Linked DNA regions of Mus musculus: all the other regions are linked to region 5. The links are chromatin contacts, called in public HiCAR-type, HiChIP or PLAC-seq and promoter capture Hi-C maps. All regions are on one chromosome and are shown on one strand. Each heading gives the region's core, a stretch centred on a gene start, on an enhancer-like site or on the middle of the called end of the contact. The rest is flanking DNA. Distances are from core to core; before and after follow the strand shown. Region 1 holds the start of Cox18 (cytochrome c oxidase assembly protein 18). Region 2 holds the start of Ythdc1 (YTH domain containing 1). Region 3 holds the start of Ankrd17 (ankyrin repeat domain 17). Region 4 holds the start of Afp (alpha fetoprotein). Region 5 holds the start of Mob1b (MOB kinase activator 1B).

Region 1 (2,700 bases), core at 154-2,653, 1.5 Mb before region 5:
TTTAGTTCACATAACAATATATGGGTTTAGTTTTTAAATTTATTTCCATTACTTTGACATGAATGCAGGTGTGCAGTTTTATCAGAAGAGGTTGTCAGTTACCTGTAGCTGTAGAAAAAAATTGTTAAAGATTTTAATAACTGCTTGAAATTTTTGGTTTAGGGTTTGTGAACAATAGATCTACAAATAACAGGCTTATTTATTACACATAATAAATTTACCTACTTTCCCAGTGTTGAGAATTAATTCTAGGTTCTCATGTATGGTAAGTTGGGACTTGGGGGAGTTGTTTTTAAGTAACTTCTCTGGCTTAAGGCCATCTTGGAAGGGCCTACTGGATATTAACAGTTTTATGGAAATACGGTGGTTTCTTAAACTAGCAAGAGATAAGTGAGCTGTTTTTAAAAGGGATTATGCTATGGGAACTAAAGGCAGGTTACCCAAGTTTCAGAAAATACGCTATCTGACAGCTTTGGTAGGTGTTCAATAAAGTAGAGGACAGTGTCCACAGTTTGGCTTTACCAAACATGGGAGAGGTTTCTAAAAACTCAATTCACTTTGGCCTACCCTAGGAGTGGGCACTTCGTTGTTCCATTTATTTTCTGTTGACAGGAACACGAATGTGAAAAACACACAGTTGTTAAAAGCCCTGTGCATTCCATTTAACCGTTGAAGCAAAATTGTGCTGTTGATGGAATTCATTTTGTAAAATGAAAAATAGTATTTTTCCCTGCTCCTTATTATGATGGTGATTCTTCTTCTTATTTATTTATTTCGTTTTTTTCTTTTCTTTTTTTTTTTTTGGTTTTTCGAGACAGGGTTTCTCTTTATAGCCCTGGCTGTCCTGGAACTCACTCAGTAGACCAGGCTGGCCTCGAACTCAGAAATTCGCCTGCCTCTGCCTCCCAAGTGCTGGGATTAAAGGCGTGCGCCACCACTCGGCATTTCTGCATTCTGTTTATAAAGGAATACAGAATGCTAACCGGAACAGATAAAGACATTTAGGTCTTATTATAAAGTAGAGCTGCCTAGGGGGATAAAGGACGCAGACTTAACACTGACCGAGCCAGAAACACTATTCCCAAAGTAGGTGTTTCAGCAGTGCGTAGAGAAAACGGAGATAGATGCTGCGCGCCTTGGGCGGAAACAGCCGAGTCACAAAAAGTACTCAAGCCACAATTTCCTTGAGTGGAAACTGAAACTCAACAGCAAGGCAGTTTGCTCGCCCCGCCTACCCCTGCAGTTCCGGTTCCCGCTCTGAACTCCACCCCAGCAAGGAAAGGAGTTAAGAGAGCCTCAAGCGGCTCATTGCCGCGTGGGAAAGGCGGAGTCTTACGTCATCTCTAGCGCGACACTGGACAGGGCTTTCGGCTGGGAAGGTCAGGCGTGGCCTCGGGTTCGCGCATGCGCGCAACCTCCTGGTGCTAGTGCTCTAGTTGGCCGCCCGCTCCGTGTAACCATGCTGTGCCGGTCGTGTGCCGGGTGGCTCAGGTCGCTGCCCACCCTGCGGCTCCCGGCACCGGGATCACCGCCCGCCTGGAGCAGCGCGCGGCTCCCAGCCCTTCCGGTATGGGCAGCCGCTTCGGTGTCTGCGGCCTCTCCAGGTGGCTGGTATGAGGCCCTGGCAGCGTCGGCGCCGGTGCGCACCGCGGAGGAAGTGCTGCTGGGCGCGCAGGAGGCTACCGGCCTCCCCTGGTGGAGCAACATCATACTCAGCACCGTTGCCCTGCGCGGTGCTGTCACTCTGCCCCTGGCCGCCTATCAGCACTACATCCTGGCTAAGGTGAGGGGCGTCGGTCCCCGTGCTGCCTGCCTGCTAGTGTTAACATGGAGGCTAAAATAATTTAGTTAGCATTGCATGTTAAATGATGGTTGGTGACTCGAGTACCTTCCAGTTCACCCGACCTACCAAGTATTTATTCGAAATACAAGTGCCTCCCAAATGTTCGGTTGAGACCAATATTCAGAAGAAATGGCACGGAGGAACCTGAAACATTAGGGTCATAAACATTTTAAGAGTCTGCAGCATCATTTGTCACTATTGATACTGCTCTTTATTACTAGAAAGGTATCACTAAGTTAGCAGTTTCCAGACATGAATTCTTCCTCTGGGCCTACCACCTACTACCCTGTATCTGATGGATTGAAACTTCGAGTTGGCTTTTTAGGAACTCTGTTCAGTGGAATTGGTATAACGTTACCTCCCCCATGGCTGTGCCTGGGGGTGGGGGTGGGGTAAGTCAAGATTTTAATTTGAGTCACAGAGGATTGCCAGGAAGGGAGCAGCAGCATTGAGCCAGGAAGCATTCACAGTGAGGTGTTAACACTGGAATGCTGTTTTCTCTCTCCTGGGAAATGTAGGGATGGAACAGTAAGAACCAGGATGCAGTTTTCATTTACTCGAAATCCTATGGAGGAGGTGCTGTTAGATATGCTACATACTGGGAATCAGGATTTCAGGTTATGCACAGCCAGAAACAGAAAACATCAGGTACCCATAACCAAGAAGTTGCAGTTGGTTTAACTCAGTATGGTTGCCAAGATCACGCAGATAGATGTACAGGCAAGGAATTTAAATCTGGGGTCAAAGATACTTTAAGCAAACTAATATCTAATAGAGTTTTCTTAAATGTTTTCGATTACAAGTGTGATCAGTAAACAACATTTGTATATGGTCTAGGGAACAGAGACTAGAACTGT
Region 2 (2,733 bases), core at 186-2,685, 1.9 Mb after region 5:
GTGATGGCACATGCCTTGCACTCAGGAGGCAGAAGCAGGCAGATCTCTCAAGTTTGAGGCCAGCCTGTCTGCAAATCAAGTTCCAGAACAGGCAGGGCTACATGGAAACCATGTCCCTAAGGGGGGGGGGGGGGGGAGGATGCTTATGACAAAGACAGATCTTTAAACATATTCCCACTCAAGACAGACCAGAAAAGTGGAAAAAAGCTTTAATGACTGTTCAGCCCACTTAACAAATCTCCACCTCAAATTTAATGAGCCACAAGCAGAGATTTGTGAAATGCAGGGCAGCAAGTGTGCACTATTTTCTTCTAAGACTGTCGCGATAGTCCCAGAGCTGAGAACTCTCTCAAGACTGCATCCCATCTAGACGAGTATCTTCTATGGTCTGGATCCTATACTGGCATCTGTGGTCTCTATATAGTATTTCAGAAGAAATGACATTTTATCAACTAAAATGTTTTCTTTTTATCTTTCCAAGTCTCTCTAGCCTCCACCTACGTATTCCTCGCTGAATCTTTTGAGAACTCTGCACTATTCTGGGAGATCCGTTGCTAGGACTTTTGGAAGAAGGGGCATGGGTGTTTGTTTGTTTGTTTGTTTTTTTCCTAATATCTTTCTTTCCAAAGTAAATACTCGAGGAATAAAAGAAGCGATTCTTAGCTTATCCAAAAGATCAGTGAGAAGCTACTTACAGGTATTTCTCATGATTAATAATCCACCTGAATGAATTAAACTAGTCTACTCACTAGTCTAACAATGCTAACTGTGACGTTATTTTCGAAAAAAGTCAACCAAAAAGACGACAGTTCAGAAAAATACGCATTACATCCGCATAATCCGGCCAGGAAACGTGCCCGGGGGCAAGTTCCTCAAAGCAAGCCCTCTCCCAACCGCTCCCGGGAGTGACGAGAGAAGCAAAGCCCTGGTCGAGGTGGGAGCCGCCGCAGAGACGAGGACGCCGGGCCCAGCAGGCCAGGCCTCGCAAGGAGCGGGTCACGATGCGGCCGCCTGCTCTGCGCGAGGCCCTAACCTCCCGCCTCGCCCGCAGGCCGCGGCTCCTAGGTCCCCTCGCCCGGCCGCCCCGAGGCCCCGTCCTCCACACTCACCTTTCTCCTCCCGGCTGTCGGCCGCCATGGCTGCCCTCCGGCTTCCGCCGCCGCCACCGCCGCCGCCGGGACGCGAGTCGCGCGGGCGCCGCAGACGCGGCCGCAGGCGCACGAGTCCGTCCGTCAGTCCGTCCGGCGGGCCGCGCGCTTCGACCTGACCTGCTCCACTCAGCTTCCTACGCGCAACCCTTCCTCCCGTGCTCTGGTTCTCTTCCCGCCTGGCTCTCTGGCCTCGGTCGGCGCGGGCTTCAGCCTTCCTGTTGGGGTTCGGCCACCACAGAGACAAGGGGGAGGAGAGAGACACAGATGGCGACGCCGGGCGGCGCTAAAATGGAGCCTGCTTCCTGCGCGAAACAATCCCGCTCCCGAAATGCCTTGCGCTGTTTACGCTCTGTGCCTCTCGCGGAACGTCACAGTGCGGGGAACCGGGGCGGGGGCGGAGGCGGGGACGGGGACTGGAGCGAGAAGCGGGACGTAAGAGGGCGTGACTTCGGCACGTCGTCCCGCCCCGCGCGCAAACTTGACGTCCAGGGAACCGCCCTCGTTCCAGAGGATAATCGGTATTTAGGCTTCTCTGCTGTGCTTCCTACAGCTCAAGGATGCAGACATCTCACCAGAAACGTTTGGAAGGCCTTGAATGGTTAGTGTGAGACACCATCAGAAAGGGTGTTATGTCTTTCTTTGGTTTTACGAGACAGGGTTTCTCTGTGTGGCCCTGGCTGTCCTGGAACTCACTCTGTAGACCAGGCTGGCCTCGAACTCAGAAATCCGCCTGCCTATGCCTCCCAAGTGCTGAGATTAAAGGCATAAACCACCACTGCCCGGCTATGTCTTTTTTATATATTTAATTTTCTTTTATTTGATTAGTAGTGTCTACTACTTCTTTTTAAATATTGTTCTAGGACCAGGGGTTAAGAATAGCTTTATTGTTGGGTGGTATTTGGGCTCATCTTTAATCCCAGCACTGGAGAGGCAGAGGCAGAGGCAGAGGCAGGAGGATCCCTGTGAGTTCGAGGCCATCCTGGCATACAGATTGAGTTCCAAGACACCCATGGCTACACAGAAACCCTGCTTCAAAAATAAACAAACAAATGTGTTCTCCCTCAAAGGAAGTCTGAGTTTATCTTCTAGTTAAGGCAGCCAAGGTTTGAGTAAACAAATTGAAAGTTGTGCTGACGCCAGGAGTGGTGGTGCACACCTTGAAACCCAGCATTCTGAAAGCAGAGGCAGGGGAATCTCTGAGTTAGAGCCCAGCCTGGTCTATAGAGTGAACAGTACTGGGATAGCCAGGGCTACAGTGAAACCTTAGCTCAAAAGAAAAACAAACAAAAAAAAATGGAAAGGAAGAAAAAAGACAAAAGGGAAAAAGAAAATTGTGAACTTTATTAAAAAAAAAAAAAGCTAGCTAGAAAAGGGTGATGCATACCTTTAATCCTCCCATTAGGGAGGAGGCAAGCAGATATCTGAGTTCAAGAACAGCCTGGTCTACAAAGCAAGATCCAAGACAGCCAGGGCTACACAGAGAAACCTTGACTTGGAAAACAGAGAGAGAGACAGACAGACAGACAGACAGACAGTTGCTATAGTGATAAGACCCCTTTTTATGGAGAAAAGCTAGTACAGA
Region 3 (2,700 bases), core at 148-2,647, 1.6 Mb before region 5:
AAAATGCAAAAAAAAAAAAAAATTAAAAAATAAATAAAATAAATCAGGCACTCAGCTAAACTTAGAAGTCTTAAAATGGTAACTTTGTCAGTTGAGGGACTTTTTTATCTTGTGCCAGTACATCTGTCTTTGATGTTTGCTTTATTTTCCTTATGTCACTACTCGTACTAGCCCAGAAATGGCTAATTCTGAGTTCAATAAGCTACATAAACATGACACGGTGGTGTACAGACCCATATAATCTCAGGAAGATCGCCAGTTCAAGGCTAGCCTGGGCTACACTGGAGACGTCTGTTTGAAGAAGAAAGCTACATTTCAATCGGTCTGCAAGTTTTCTAAGTACTCAAAATGATCTCAGAATCCAGACCGAGAAATGCATACGATGATGGCCCAGCTCCCACACCCACCTCTTCGGAAGTGTATAGTCTTAAAAATCACTAGATTCCGTTCCTGCACATTACAAAGGTGTACAAAATAGTCAGATTTAGGAAGCCTAGGACCCGAGACTCAAACTCGGACAAGAGTTTTCTAAGTGAGGACGTGATCGCTCCAAGGGATGGTGGAGGGGAAACAGTTTTCTTTTGGACCTGACTTCAGTCTCTCTCCTCTCACGAAGTTCTCTCGGAAGATCCAATGCTCTCTGGCTTAGGCGGTGGAGAAAATGGCCAGGCAGGAAAAGTCCATCCAGGAGGTCCGGGGCGAGGCCCCACCTCCCGGATCTGAGGGGCCAGGCCTCGCGCTCGCCCAGCTTCCCCCGCGCTTCTGCGCTCGCCCCCGACTTAGCCCGGGCCCCACTGCTCGCCATCCCACTGCCTCTGCTTCCCTGCGCCCACGCACGCACGCTCGATCGCTCGCTCGCTCGCGGGGGAGCCCACTCCCCGGCCCTGGAGTCTGCACTTGGGAGAGGCAGGCAGGGCTCCGCGCTCGCGCGGCCGCCGCGGCGCCGGCTGATGGCGTCACCCGCGCTTCCGCCTGCGGCTGCGTTCTAATACGAAGCCAGGAAGGAAGGAGGGAGGGCTGCAGGGCTGTGTGTGTGGGGGAAGTAGCGCGGAGAAGACAAGCCACCCAGGCGCTCGTTCGCCCGCCCGCTTGCTCGCTCGCTCGTTCATTCGCTCGCCCGCCCGCCCGCCCGCGGTCCCTGCTTGCGGTCCCCGCTCAGACTCGGTCTCCCCAGAGGAAGCCACTCCAGGCGCACTCCCCCGGCGGCTCCTTCCGGACGCCTGCTCGGCTTTCCCGGGCACGGCGTTCGCGCTCCGCCTCGCCCCCCCTCAGCCCTCCCGCTCTCTCTCCCTCCCTCCCTTCCCTCCCTCCCTCTCTCCCTCCCTCCGCCAAGCTCCCCGCCCTTAGTATCGCGAGACGAGGTGAGAGCTGGCGGAGCGGCGGCGGCGGCGGCGGCAGTAGAGGTGACCGAGGCGGTGGCGGCGGCGGCGGCCCGGAGCGCTGTGTCGGCCCCGGCGCGACCGAAGTCGCGGTAGAGCGGAGCCCCCCCACGCCCCTCCCCCGTCCGCGTCCCCCACCCCCTCTTCCCGCGGGGATGGAGAAGGCGACGGTTCCGGCGGCGGCTGAGGGAGAAGGGAGTCCCCCGGCGGCGGCGGCAGTGGCGGCCCCCCCCGCGGCGGCGGCGGCGGAGGTCGGCGGCGGGGCTCGCCCGGCCTCTTCTCCTCGTGGGATGGTGCGAGTCTGCGACCTGCTCCTGAAGAAGAAGCCACCGCAGCAACAGCAGCAGCAGCAGCCGCCGCACCACAAGGCCAAGCGGAACCGGACTTGCCGACCCCCGAGCAGCAGCGAAAGCAGCAGCGACAGCGACAACAGCGGCGGCGGTGGCGGTGGAGGAGGAGGAGGAGGCGGCGGCACCAGCAGCAACAACAGCGAGGAAGAGGAGGACGACGACGACGAGGAAGAGGAGGTTTCTGAGGCAAGGGCCTGGTTTCACCTCGAGGAGGGCGGAAGGGACCGTGGAGGGCCTAAGGTGGGAGGGGACTCGCGGTGGGACCGAGCCCTCGGGGCTTACGATCTGCCCTGAGGGACCGGGCTTTCGGCTGCCCCCTTTCTTTGCTCGGCCTGAGTCGTGAGGTGTGGGGACGTGGGGGAGGGTAGCTGACACGTGGGGGTGGGAGGACCGGAGAGTGCACGGAGTTGCCGAGAAGCTGGCTAGCCGAGGATGCTGCTTCGCAGGGTGAAGGGTGGAGGGATTGATTGGTCGGATTCCCGGGTGGCACTTTGGGGCCGAAGGGTGGTCTCTCTGGGGCCAGTAAGGCCACCTCATTCCCGGGGCGGGGGCGGAGCTAAAGCGGGAGGGGTAAGATAATAGGTAGGAGAGTCTCCGGGGGACCGACTGCGAGCTTGGTAGTTTTCTGTCAGTGGAAGGTGGCCGGGAGCAGTTGTGGAGGGGCGGTAAGATTGTAATGGACTCGGAGCTAAGTATTTGTATCTGGGAGAGACACGTGAGAGGCTGTACTTTTCCATACTGTTTTGCTGCAGGGCTTTTTCTTTTCTCTTTCTCTCTCTCTCTCTCTCTCTCTCTCTCTAAACTCGTGGCTGCTGAAGTACTCTTCGCTTCCTCGATTTGTGAAAGATTTATGGATGAGCCGATCTTCTATCCCTCCATATGCGTTTACAAGTGACTTAGTACGTAAAAATTGTTAGGTGCTCTGCGTGTATGTGTAATAATCCATCGGGTTCTCCCTTAATAAGAAATAA
Region 4 (2,720 bases), core at 83-2,582, 1.8 Mb before region 5:
ATCTTCCTATTGGTTCTGACAAGACACGCTCCTGAGCCCATACAAAGCTGCAGAGAAATTAATTCTTCAGTTTTGAAAATCTGATTTGGCTTGCTTTCTGGAACTCCAGTCAATGTCAAGGCTAAGATCTAAAGCGTTGACCGAAGTTAAACATGTTGCTTATCAGTGTGATATTCAGCACAAGCAAAGCCTTAAAGCTGCCCAATTTGCTCCTGTAATTTCAAACCTCACATTCGGTTGCCTAGACTTATCTCTGCACGCCATTTCTGCAGCACATTGATGGAAGCGAAACTTACATGCTAAGCACATTCTTCTCCGTCACGCACTGGGAGGAATCTAACGTGGAAGCTGAAAGGAAAACAGACTTGGACAAGTGAGGATTTTAACCGGGAAAGCAATCGTTGTGGAATTTAAACCCAAGCCATGAAGTCTTAGAACTGCCAAGTTGTTAGGAACCACCTGTCCAGACATCTTAATTTTACACTTGGGGACACTGAAAAATTAAGGAACAAAGTTAACCAGAATGATCAGTTGCAGACTTAGTACTAATACTCATCTTTCAGGTCCCCTTACTACTTGGCTCCCTCACAGTATAATATTCAAAATGGCTTCATTTAGTAGCTTTGGACATAATTATGCTACAGTCGGCCTGTTCACATTAGGCTTTCCAGAGAGTCGAACAATTAGCACTTTTAAAAAGATTGAGAGTGAAAATGTTATTTCTGTCAACCCGAAGGAACTAGACATGAGACCCTACTAAATAATTAATATCAAAAAAAAATTGAGCATGGAACACATCCAAAATTGATTGTGTTGAACACTGCTGTTATTTTATAAGCCTCTTACATAAAATTACATTACATCTAAATCTATCTACCACTTAGATCTATACCTGGTCTTCAACAGTATATAGAATGCTTAAGTCAAGATACCTGGAGAGCCGGGTGTGGTGGCGCACACCTTTAATCCCAGCACTCGGGAGGCAGAGGCAGGCGGATTTCTGAGTTCGAGGCCAGCCTGGTCTACAAAGTGAGCTCCAGGACAGCCAGGGCTACACAGAGAAACCCTGTCTCAAAAAAAAAAAAAAAAAAAAAAAAAAAAGATACCTGGAGATGCAAATATGGGAATTTTTAAGAATTTTGTTATAGGAAAATAGCTCCCAAGTCACAAAGCATCTTACCTATCCCAAACTCATTTTCGTGCAATGCTTTGGACGCAGCGAAATGTAGCAGGAGGATGAGGGAAGCGGGTGTGATCCACTTCATGGCTGCTGGTTCCTTCACCGCAGGCAGTGCTGGAAGTGGGATGTTTCGAGCAGTCCTGCTGAAGTCCTTTTATATCCTGTTTAAGGGATGCCTGTTAACTAGTAACCTTCAGTGAGCAAACATATGACTCTATTTCCTTACGTTGAAGTTAGGCAATTTGCCAATAATTAACAGAGCAGGGGTCACTTGTATCCTATGTTCAAGGACAAAGACCACTTCAGAGTGGAAAAAAATCTTGCAAATGCTGCAAATGTTCTTCACCATCTAAACTGTTCAAATAGATTATTTCCCCTGAAGAATAATTCATTCATCTCAACATAAGACATAGATATAGCCATAAAGAAAAGGTAGCAGACTTACTATGTAACTCCAAATACATTCTTTTTGAAAGAAATAATAAAATGCACACCATATGCTAGGCACTGAACAAATTGTTTCAGTAGTTCAGGCTATTCATTAGTGGATATATTTCTTGATTATCCAGTTATTATTTCGCTCAAAACCATCGGTCAAGTATATTTTATTTTATTTAGTGTATCGCATCTGGTTTAACATAGAAAACTTACAGCACAAAACCTGATGAGCCAGCTCCCATTCTAATTTTATGTGCCAAAGAATAATTCCATATGTATGTCACAGGTGCATGGGTCAGCTGCAACATCCTCTCAAGCCCTAAGATGATGATGCTAACAGCAACAAATGGGCACTGACATACTTCTGACCCTAAGAGTGCTTCACTCATACCTTCACCCTCAATGCCGTAGAGTCTATGATAGTTTCCATTTCTCTACACATTAGAGTTGATGGAAAACTTTTAAAACTTCCCAGTGCGTATCGAAACTAGAACTCAGACGTTGGCGTGTCAGAGTCTGTGTGTCTAGAGGTCCAGACATGTTTGCTAAGGCTTCATATGTAGTTGAGTTTATTTTTTATTTTTTTAAATTCATTCTTTAAACATTTCTTTTATGTGTTTCAGTGTTTTGGTTGAACATATGCCTGTGTGCTATGTGCATAGCTGTTTCCTGAAGAGGTCTGAAGAGGATATTGGATCCCCTGGAACTAGAGTTACAGATGGTTGTGAGCTGCCATGTGGGCACTGAAAATTGAACCCAGGTCCTCTGGAAGAGCAGAAAGGTGCCCTTAACTACTGAGCCATCGCAGAGCCTAGGAGCGGTTATGTTAAAGATGTGATTATAAAAACAAATAACTTACACTAGAAAATATAGTGTACTCATAAAATGGAGGGGAGTACTACGATCAAACCTAGTTCATAGAGTAACATTTAATGCAATGGAAAGATTCCCATAATATATTAGTAATAGAAAATGGGAAAACAAACACGCAGTATGACCATATTTTCAGACTGTACCTGCACTTCTTTCTGTCCTCAAAATAAAGTGTAGATAAGAACACAGCAATGACAGGCCAGAGTTTAACATTAGCTTTCTAAACTCT
Region 5 (2,700 bases), core at 114-2,613:
CAGAAATAGACACTGGGGTCCATGACCCAGGTAGCACACTGGGACCTGAGAAGCAGCCAGCACCCCCAACCCCACCCCGACAGCACCAAGTGGACAGGGAGGCAGGGCACCCCAACAGAACATGAGGGTAGGGAGCAGTGTTCCCCCCACCCCCGCCCTCTGACAGCACCAGGAGGATGGAAAGGCAGGGTCCGACAGCACCAGGAGGACAAGGAGGCACGGCCCTGAGAGCAAGCACCAGGAGGAAGGGGAGACGGGGAAGGGCAGCTCCAAGACAGGGAAGCAGAGCCGGGCAGCACCGAGGACTAGAAGGCAGGGACGGGCAACACAAGGAGGACAGGGAGGCAGGGCTCCCAGACAGCACCCGGAGGACGGGGAGGAAGGACCGGGCAGCACCAGGAGGACCGGGAGGCAGAGCCGGGCAGCACACGGAGGACGGGGAAACAGGGCCGGGCAGCACCCGGAGGACGCAGAAGCAGGGCCCGGCAATAGCAGGAGGACGGGGAGGAAGGGCTGGGCAGCACCAAGAGGACCGGGAGGCAGGGCCGGGCAGCACACGGAGGACAGGGAAGCAGGGCCGGGCAGCACTCGGAGGACGGAGAGGCGGGGCTCGGCAATAGCAGGAGGACGGGGAAGCAGGGCCGGGCAGCACCAGGAGGACGGAGAGGCAGAGCCGGGCAGCACCAGGAGGACGGGGAGGCAGAGCCGGGCAGCACCAGGAGGACGGGGAGGCTGGGTCGGGCAGCACCAGGAGGACGGGGAGGCAGAGCCGGGCAGCACTAGGAGGACGGGGAGGCAGAGCCGGGCAGCACCAGGAGGACGGGGAGGCAGAGCCGGGCAGCACCAGGAGGACGGGGAGGCAGAGCCAGGCAGTACGGAAGACTAGAAGGCAGGGACCGGCAACACCAGGAGGATGGAGAGGCAAGGCTCCCCGACAGCACCAGGAAGATGGGGAGGCAAGGGCCGGGCAGCACCAGGAGGACGAGGAGGCAGGGCCCCGAGAGCACCCGGAGGACGAGGAGGCAGGGCCGGCCAGCACCCCGAGGTCGGGGCCTCTGGAGCCCGGGGCCCAGGGGGCGGCGGAACAAAGCCGGCGCTACTGGACTACTTACAACAAGAAGCTCATGTCGGCCGCGGCGTGGGCTGCGGGCTCGGCTGAGCGAAGCCTGGGGCGGCGGGCTTGAATCAGAGAAAAGGTGGCGGAGGGGGAAGGACGCGCGCCGGCGGCGGAGCGGCCGCGACTTCTCCGGCTTCGCTACTTGCCGCGGCCGGCTGAGGGGCGGAAGTGGAAGGCCAGGACTCGGCAGGCTCACCGGACTGGAAGCAGAGCGGCCGAGGAAGCACCGCCCGCCGCGTCCTCCTCGCAGCCCCGCGCTCCCGCGCCGAAGTCTCGCGAGAGCGAGCTCTGGCGCCCCGCCCACATTAGGATTACCTTCGGGTCACCTCTGCCTCCCGCACAGTCCAGCTGAGAGCTTGCCCGAGCACGTGACCTGGGGGGTTCGGAGCCCAGCGGGGAAGTGGACCTCCGTTCCAGGACGCCTGGGTCTCATGGATAGGGAGGGAGTCGCCATCAGAGAGGACAGCGGAAGGCCTTGGACTCGCTTTCTGTGCTCTGATTTAGGCAAGCACCCCACGAACTGAGAGCCACATCCCCAGTCCCTCTACGCCGCCCGCACTTAAAAAAAAAAAAAAAAAGTTTTTCTGCTTGTAACGACTTGGGGGGAGATGGAATTTTGGGAAAGGGAAATAAATGTTTTAGGAGGTAAGATCTTTATTTGAACAAGCTAGCTGTCTAGGGAAACGGAGGGAGCCCAGGAGAGCTGAGGACCAGATTCCCTGAGGCAGGGACGCTGGTTATCCATGGCCATACGGATTAACTAGTTGTGGAGTCCCTTCGAAGAACTGATGCCCAAAACGCTGGGAATTATTCAGCCAGGCGCTCGAAGGAACTTTAGTTCTCACCTGCTTAAGAGGCTGAGGGCAAAGCTTTATGTTTAAAGACTGTTTGATGGCTCCTGAGATGATTCAGCCAGTAAAGGAACTTGCCACCAAGCCTGATCGCCTGGAACCCACGCGGTAAAGAGAACCAGTTCCCACAAGTTGTCCTCTCATTTCCACACAAATTAAATAAATAGATAGTGCGTGGTGGTGCTTGCCTGAATCGCTATACCTCAGAGATGGAGGCAAAAGGATCACAAGTTTGGAGTAAGCCAAGACAGCACAGGAAGTTGTTTGTTTGTGTGTTTGTTTGTTTGTTTGTTTGTTTTTACCATAGGAGACAGTGGTATTCTTTACTCGCACCTGATGCTGAATCGAGGAATTTAAGTGGAACAGTGTGCAGATAGTAGCCCAACTTGAGCTTAGCGTTCCAAAAGACAGAGGATTCCTGAAAGTGATGCAAATATTCAATTTATCCGATTTCATTTCTACACCAGTAGTCAGCCGCGTTGGCTAAATGGTTTTAAAAACCTAAATGCAAGAAACCCGAACCTTCTATTATCTCAGGAACAGCAAATAATAACGTGAAAAGACAGCTTCAAAAGCCTTTAAGCCCAGAACTGGGAAGGCAGAGGTAGGCAGATCTGTGTGAGTCTAAGGCCAGCCTGATTTACATATGGAATTCCAAGCCAACCAGAAATAACATAGTGAGCTGCTGTCTAAAAAAATCAAAAATAAAAAAAATAAAACAGACAGCAAAAG

Evidence for each region. Promoter capture Hi-C pulls out the DNA fragments that hold promoters and counts their contacts. HiCAR-type assays count read pairs that join an accessible place to other places. HiChIP or PLAC-seq counts read pairs in DNA pulled down with a chosen protein or histone mark.
Region 1: a contact with region 5 is called in a HiCAR-type map of astrocytes, with 7 times the contacts expected there. The contact joins the promoter of Cox18 here to the promoter of Mob1b in region 5. A contact is called at or near these places in 8 of 39 promoter capture datasets (the 3T3-L1 cell line, the HPC-7 cell line, cranial neural crest and 4 more), 2 of 484 Hi-C or Micro-C datasets (B cells and CD4 T cells), 2 of 115 datasets of contacts at active chromatin or transcription factors (astrocytes and large pre-B cells) and 2 of 9 other capture datasets (adipose tissue and liver).
Region 2: a promoter capture Hi-C map of pre-B cells shows a contact between it and region 5. The contact joins the promoter of Ythdc1 here to the promoter of Mob1b in region 5. A contact is called at or near these places in 19 of 39 promoter capture datasets (the 3T3-L1 cell line, 3T3-L1-derived adipocytes, the C10 cell line and 12 more), 2 of 484 Hi-C or Micro-C datasets (CD4 T cells and pre-B cells), 6 of 115 datasets of contacts at active chromatin or transcription factors (astrocytes, cardiomyocytes, embryonic stem cells and 2 more) and 3 of 9 other capture datasets (adipose tissue, liver and macrophages).
Region 3: a contact with region 5 is called in a promoter capture Hi-C map of pre-B cells, with 4 times the contacts expected there. The contact joins the promoter of Ankrd17 here to the promoter of Mob1b in region 5. A contact is called at or near these places in 12 of 39 promoter capture datasets (the 3T3-L1 cell line, 3T3-L1-derived adipocytes, the C10 cell line and 8 more), 1 of 484 Hi-C or Micro-C datasets (embryonic stem cells), 7 of 115 datasets of contacts at active chromatin or transcription factors (astrocytes, embryonic forebrain, embryonic stem cells and 4 more) and 2 of 9 other capture datasets (adipose tissue and liver).
Region 4: an H3K27ac HiChIP or PLAC-seq map of microglia shows a contact between it and region 5, with 5 times the contacts expected there. The contact joins the promoter of Afp here to the promoter of Mob1b in region 5. A contact is called at or near these places in 2 of 39 promoter capture datasets (hippocampal neurons and pre-B cells) and 1 of 115 datasets of contacts at active chromatin or transcription factors (microglia).

The regions. Positions count from the first base shown.
Region 1 is chr5:90,222,699-90,225,398 of GRCm38.p6, reverse strand. Cox18 (cytochrome c oxidase assembly protein 18) reads left to right here and starts at 1,403. Exons shown (of 6, transcript NM_001033310.3): 1 at 1,403-1,783. The coding sequence starts at 1,460.
Region 2 is chr5:86,802,968-86,805,700 of GRCm38.p6, reverse strand. It overlaps Ythdc1 (YTH domain containing 1), which reads right to left and starts at 1,435. Exons shown (of 17, transcript NM_001347375.1): 1 at 1,110-1,435. The coding sequence starts at 1,137.
Region 3 is chr5:90,364,882-90,367,581 of GRCm38.p6, reverse strand. It overlaps Ankrd17 (ankyrin repeat domain 17), which reads left to right and starts at 1,397. Exons shown (of 34, transcript NM_030886.2): 1 at 1,397-1,915. The coding sequence starts at 1,535. It overlaps Gm9958 (predicted gene 9958), which reads right to left and starts at 585. Exons shown (of 1, transcript NR_045618.1): 1 at 1-585.
Region 4 is chr5:90,489,326-90,492,045 of GRCm38.p6, reverse strand. Afp (alpha fetoprotein) reads right to left here and starts at 1,332. Exons shown (of 15, transcript NM_007423.4): 1 at 1,181-1,332; 2 at 297-348. The coding sequence starts at 1,265. RefSeq lists a cis regulatory region at 1-272, enhancers at 921-964, 1,414-1,454, 1,388-1,511, 1,276-2,314, 2,312-2,720, silencers at 1,362-1,460, 1,446-1,558, 1,276-2,314 and a promoter at 1,276-2,314.
Region 5 is chr5:88,719,534-88,722,233 of GRCm38.p6, reverse strand. It overlaps Mob1b (MOB kinase activator 1B), which reads right to left and starts at 1,363. Exons shown (of 6, transcript NM_026735.2): 1 at 1,113-1,363. The coding sequence starts at 1,126.